2 separate regions of the Urocitellus parryii genome follow, and region 1 is linked to region 2. A link is a contact called in public Hi-C data. All regions are on one chromosome and are shown on one strand. The core of a region is the stretch at or near the end of the contact, and the rest is flanking DNA. Distances in the headings are between cores, read along the strand shown.

Evidence for each region. A called contact is a pair of places that touch in the nucleus more often than the background predicts.
Region 1: a Hi-C map of muscle shows a contact between it and region 2, with 6 times the contacts expected there. The contact joins the promoter of Jak2 here to the promoter of Cdc37l1 in region 2. A contact is called at or near these places in 2 of 2 Hi-C or Micro-C datasets (liver and muscle).

The regions. Positions count from the first base shown.
Region 1 is chr4:147,970,066-147,972,765 of mUroPar1.hap1, forward strand. It overlaps Jak2 (Janus kinase 2), which reads left to right and starts at 1,400. Exons shown (of 25, transcript XM_077797026.1): 1 at 1,400-2,700.
Region 2 is chr4:147,676,279-147,679,033 of mUroPar1.hap1, forward strand. It overlaps Cdc37l1 (cell division cycle 37 like 1, HSP90 cochaperone), which reads left to right and starts at 1,417. Exons shown (of 7, transcript XM_077797024.1): 1 at 1,417-1,683. The coding sequence starts at 1,552.

The DNA.
Region 1 (2,700 bases), core at 150-2,649, 290 kb after region 2:
AATGTTATTATCCTGACTAATGAGGAAAGAGAAGCTTTGATTAAAACCTGCGTTGTTTGGACTGTCAAGTGTAATTTCTTAAACAATTGGTCATGGATTTTCAACCATGGTTTTATATCAAAACTACCCAAGAACTTAAAAGAAAATATAGAAGCCAAGACCCCATCTCCCACTTGACTAAGTCAAGTTTTGTTGCAGGTATGGGCTTGGATGAAGCATGTAAGATCCTCTGCTGCCATGCTCTCCCATAGTGGAAAGACAGAATCTTGCCACGTGAATCCATACAGGGTGCCATAATTGACAACTAGCTGCTTGTTTTAAACTGTAAATGTGGCTATATAATCAGTTTTGAATCCAAATGTGTTAACCATCTAGTTAACATTTCTTATCTCCATATTGAGTGAATGACTTCAAAGACTTGATCAAATTCTTTAGAATTCTCCTTTTTCATTATTAAAGAACAAGGGTAGATTTCTAAATGTTTGCAAATTTCGAGATATATTACTAGGAACTATCTAAAGAGCTCCAAAATCCCCTAATACACAGAGTAAAAAGAGATCAACATTCCAGCATAGCATTGGCTTAAAATCATATAGTAGGGAGGAGAGAGACTTTTTCTCTCTGAATAACACTAAGCAAGTTACTTCATCTATCAGTGTGGGTAGGTAGAGAATTTCTCAATTTCTCGTTTTGTAAGTTTATGGATAATATATTTTGCTTGTCCACCTTATCTTCCATACCCAAATTTCTAATATAAAAAAGAAATTCCTGCTGGGCATGGTGGCACATGCTTGTAATCCCAGTGACTTGGGAGGCTAAGGCAGGAGGATTTTAAGTTCAAAGGTAGCTGAAGCAATTTAGCAAGGCCCCAAGCAACTTGGTGAGATCCTGTCTCAAAAAAGAAAGAAAAGAAATGGACTGAGGATGTGTCTCAGTGGTAAAGTGCCTCTGGATTCTATCCCCAGTACAAAAAAAAAAGTCCCCCCCCCAAAAAAAAATTCCTGAATATTCACTAGTTCCAAACCTCTTTTCCTGGAAAACAGGGTGGGAGACAGTAACAGACATTTCCAAATTGAATAACACATCATTGCAAAATATAGGAACATCATTTATTACCATGATACATGCACATAGTTTCAGAGTTCTAAACTTATTTTTTTCTTCAGGAAAGATAATCTTTTCCCACAGTTCTGTTGTTTCTAATTTTAACAATGACTTTATGGCCATCTTCAGCACTTCTTTGTGTGGGTTTGTGTTCCAGCCTTTACCTCAGCAAGAGTTTTTGTTTATAGAAAAGGGAAATCTCATGGTGGTTGTTGTTTGTAATTTCAGCCTTAATATTTTAGGCAGATTTTAGTTTTGCTATTGAGTAAATACTCCAGTTTCTAACAAAAAAAAAGGAGCTCCAGCATATTTTGCTTATAAGACACTACCCACAGGTATGCAATATCCCTGTAAATTTTCCCACCTCACATCTTATGAGAAAACAATGGCTCTAGTTCATTATTTAAAGGAGTCAGTGTGAATTCAAGTCATTTCATATCCTGCTATCATTTGCTCAGAGATCTTCTGCAATGGGTCGTATGTAGGAAGAAATGCAGGGGTTGCACTGATGAAGTTTATTTAAAGGAACACATACAAGATAGATCTGAATGGCAACATCGTTTATGTAAGGGGAAACAGAAACCATAAGTGCATCACTTCATTCAGGTGGACAAAATACACTCTGGTACTCAACAAAGCCTTTTGCCTCACCTCTTACCACTGTCCCCTCCTTCACTGTCATCCAGTCACAATGACTTATTTCCTGGTCTTTCAACTTGCCAAACACACTCCCTTCTTAGGGTCTTTGTTTTTGCTAGTCCCTCTACCTTAAACTCTTCGTGGAATGTCACATTCTCATTCTACAGAACTTTGCTGAAATGTTGTTAACTCTAACAAGTCTTTTTTGGCCTCCATAAAATAAGTCCCCCTCACTTTTTACTCCTTTAGTATTATTTTTCTTAGGGGCAATTACACACCCAGTACATTACACATTCAAAGCATACTTTGTCACTTGTGTGAAACGACAGGCTCCAACCTGACAAGGAAATGCGGGTTGCCTTTATCTAGGACCCAGTAGGCAACAGGTAAATGTTTCAATGAATGAATAAGGCTCTTAACAGAAGTTTTCTCTTCTTTCGCTGTGAGCCTAATTCTACCCTCTCCCTTTTTCAGCAGAGGTGGCTCACTGGAGTCAGGGGTTCATTCGGGATTGTATTGCCACCAAACAGCGCCTGTGATCCAGTTGTTCCGACCCTTGAGGCCCAGAGCCTGGGTAAGGACGGGTCTGCAGTCCCCGGAACGTGAAAGCGAAAGCAGAAGGGGACAACGTGCACTGGAGGGGAAACTCTCCGTGCGGAGGCAGCCCTTCCTCCTTTGGTGCCAGCCTGCGTGCAGTGGGGCCTTCCCAGCCCGGCTGACTCATTCCCAGCCGCCTTCACGGCGGGCGGCGGCCACATACACGCCCATCTGGGGAGTGCCGGGACCAGTGCTGACACCGAGCCCCTGCCAGGCCCCGGCGCTCAGCGAGCCGCCGCTACCTTAACTTCCTCGCGCGCTCACGCCGGGGGTTGCCCCGGGAATCTCCACGCGCGCACACCAGCTTCCCGAGAGGCCTCGGTCCTGCGTGGCCCACCCTTTCCAAACCCCGGCGAGCGC
Region 2 (2,755 bases), core at 167-2,666:
TTTTACATACACAAACACACACACACACACAGACTTGTTATTGTTTATTTGTATGTTTTTGGTATTTTGGATTCCACTTGGGGGCGCTCTACCACTGAACTACATCCCCAGTCCTCTCACTAAGTTGCTGAGGCTGGCCTCCAACTTGTGTTCCTAATGCTTCAGGCTCTGGAATTGCTAGAATTAAAGGGATCAGCCACCCCATTCAACTGGTGACTTGTTTGGATACAAATAAGATCTGTACGGATTCATACATATATATCTAATTCCACAACTTGTTTGTTATTTAACTCAATTCACTTTTGAGATATTTCTAAATCAGCACATTTGTTCTTTATAAGACTAGTATCCCATTGTAGCAATATGACATAATTTAGGTCCTCTATTGATAAACAATTCTTTTTTGGCTTTTTCTTTCCACTGAAAAACATCTTTGTATATGGATCATTGAATATTGGCGCAAAATTCTTGGATAATTTCCTGGGATTGAAATTACTGAATTGAAGCACTTAAGCCTTTCATATTATTAATTTACTCCTCCCAAAAGGTTGTACAACTGACATTCTCTCCGACAGCATTCCTTGTATTTTGGTCAACATTTATTATTTATCAAATTCAAAAATGTGCTAGTCTAATCGACTGAAAGAAAGAGTGGCGTTTTGCTGTTCTTATTTGAGACTCTATGAGTAGGGCAGCAAGGTTTGATTATTAAACATACAGATTTTGAAATTATACTTGCTTGGCTGGATTCTAGCCCTTCCTCTTAAATTAAATGTGTGACCTCGGGCACGTTCAGTTTATTTCTTCTCAAAAACAGGCGGCGGTGGAGAGCGGGGTGCCTGATAGTACGAACACAAATCTTTAGAATTAAATGAAATACGGATCACACGTTCCATAGGTGCGGTACTAGTCTTAATTTTTTGGAGCCGTGTTCACTCCAGTGTTTTATCTAGGGCGTCCCTGTCCTCCCAAATTTTGCAGAACTCTCTTGTTGCGGGTAATTCGAAATGAGAGGTAAATTGGCTCTGCTTTTAAAAAATTAGCCCTCTCCATTTCCGCCTTAGACCTGCTGGTTTATATACCAACTGTACAAAAACAAGTTGCAGCTTTAAAAACACGCAAAGTGGACACCGTCCAAGTAACTCCCGCAGGCTAGGATCCGCGGTTTACAGAGTAAGGAACACTAAACAACAGTATCTAACGCTAACTAACATCTCACCACCCATGGAGCCATCGCGGACTGATTGGCAGGCTGAAAGACTTCCGAGACTTAAACGAGAAAGCGCTCCAGTTCCACGCGCGAGCGCGAGACTCAAGACCTGGGCCGCGCCCAGGCCACGCCCACCAGGAAGTGACGCAGCGAGCTGAGTACTTCTTCCGCTGTCCGCTAGTTGCGCGGCCAGGCCAGCGCGGGTGTGCGTCGGCGTCGCTGCCGGCAGAGGGATTCTGGGTAACGGCCCCGGCTGGCTGGGGTGGCTGGCTCGGTGCAGTAGGTTCCATTCACGCCAAGTCCGTTGGCAGTGGCGGTTGTAGGGCTGCGGCCAGTTGGACATGGAACAACCGTGGCCGCCGCCCGGACCCTGGAGCCTCCCTCGGGCAGAGGGTGAGACTGAGGAAGAGAGTGACTTGGATGTGTCCCCTGGCTCTCCCCGCTGCCCGCCGCTGCCGGGCGGTGGCGCCCAGGTGAGGGGGGCCCACGTTTTTGCTGGGGGATGGGGAGATGCTGGCGCCAAGCCCCCTAAAATGTCGCGTCTCTACGACCCGCTTCTGTGCCCACTTCTGCACCCACTACAACCCCGGGGGCCTGATGCCATTCCTCCGCTATTGTAGCATCTTTTGGAGTGAAGAAGCGGTAGCCATATATTCATTCCCAACCACCACCTCCACGCACACATTTTCGCTTACCTTGGATGATTTCTTCTCATCCTTGGAATATATTCCTCATTCCCTCTTTCCTGACAGCGCCCAGATTTGGGGCGGCACACTCGGTGTGACATTGACCCTTTGTCCTCTCGTTGCGTGCTTTTTTGTCCGAATACTTTATTCTGTTAAAGGCCCCAGTGTACTTATGCACGGCTGATAGGAATAGTTAGTGGTTATACTTCAACGTTACACTGAGTCCTCACATAAAGATTTCACGTGCTCTTTAACCCACGTTAACACCTGAGCAAATTTTGTAAACCTCGGTTTTGATGCTGGCGCACACCTTCCAGTCGGGTGACTTTCCCTTGCTGTTTTGTTTTTAGTTCTGACTGCTTAATGACATTCTCCAGTGAAAACATACAGGCACAGCCTTTCTTTCTTTCTTTCTTTCTTTCTTTCTTTTTTTTTTTTCCAGACTCTTTGCTAAGATTCCTAATGCTACTTGTTTTCAATCCAGATTTCTTGTCTCTGCAACTTAACCAAATATGATATTTAGGATTTTTCTGGGTCCCATCGTAGGTAGTGCTTACATACTCATCACCTTTTCATATTTTTTCTCTTAACCTGAATGTTTTGGGCTGTATTTCGGGATCATAGACTAAATACTATTATGTTCAACGAAATGGATTGTAGATGTCTGCCTAGGCTTTCTGCAGACTGATGTTCAATAACAGCATAATAGAATTAATAACAGTTTTCCCTCAAAACTCATTGTGCTCAATGTTAATGAAGATGAGTGATTTAAATTTGTTTTTCTAGTAAGTATAGGATCATCAGTCTTATTTTAGCTAATGGAGTTGGTTGGCTTCACACGGAGAAAAATGCTGTTTCA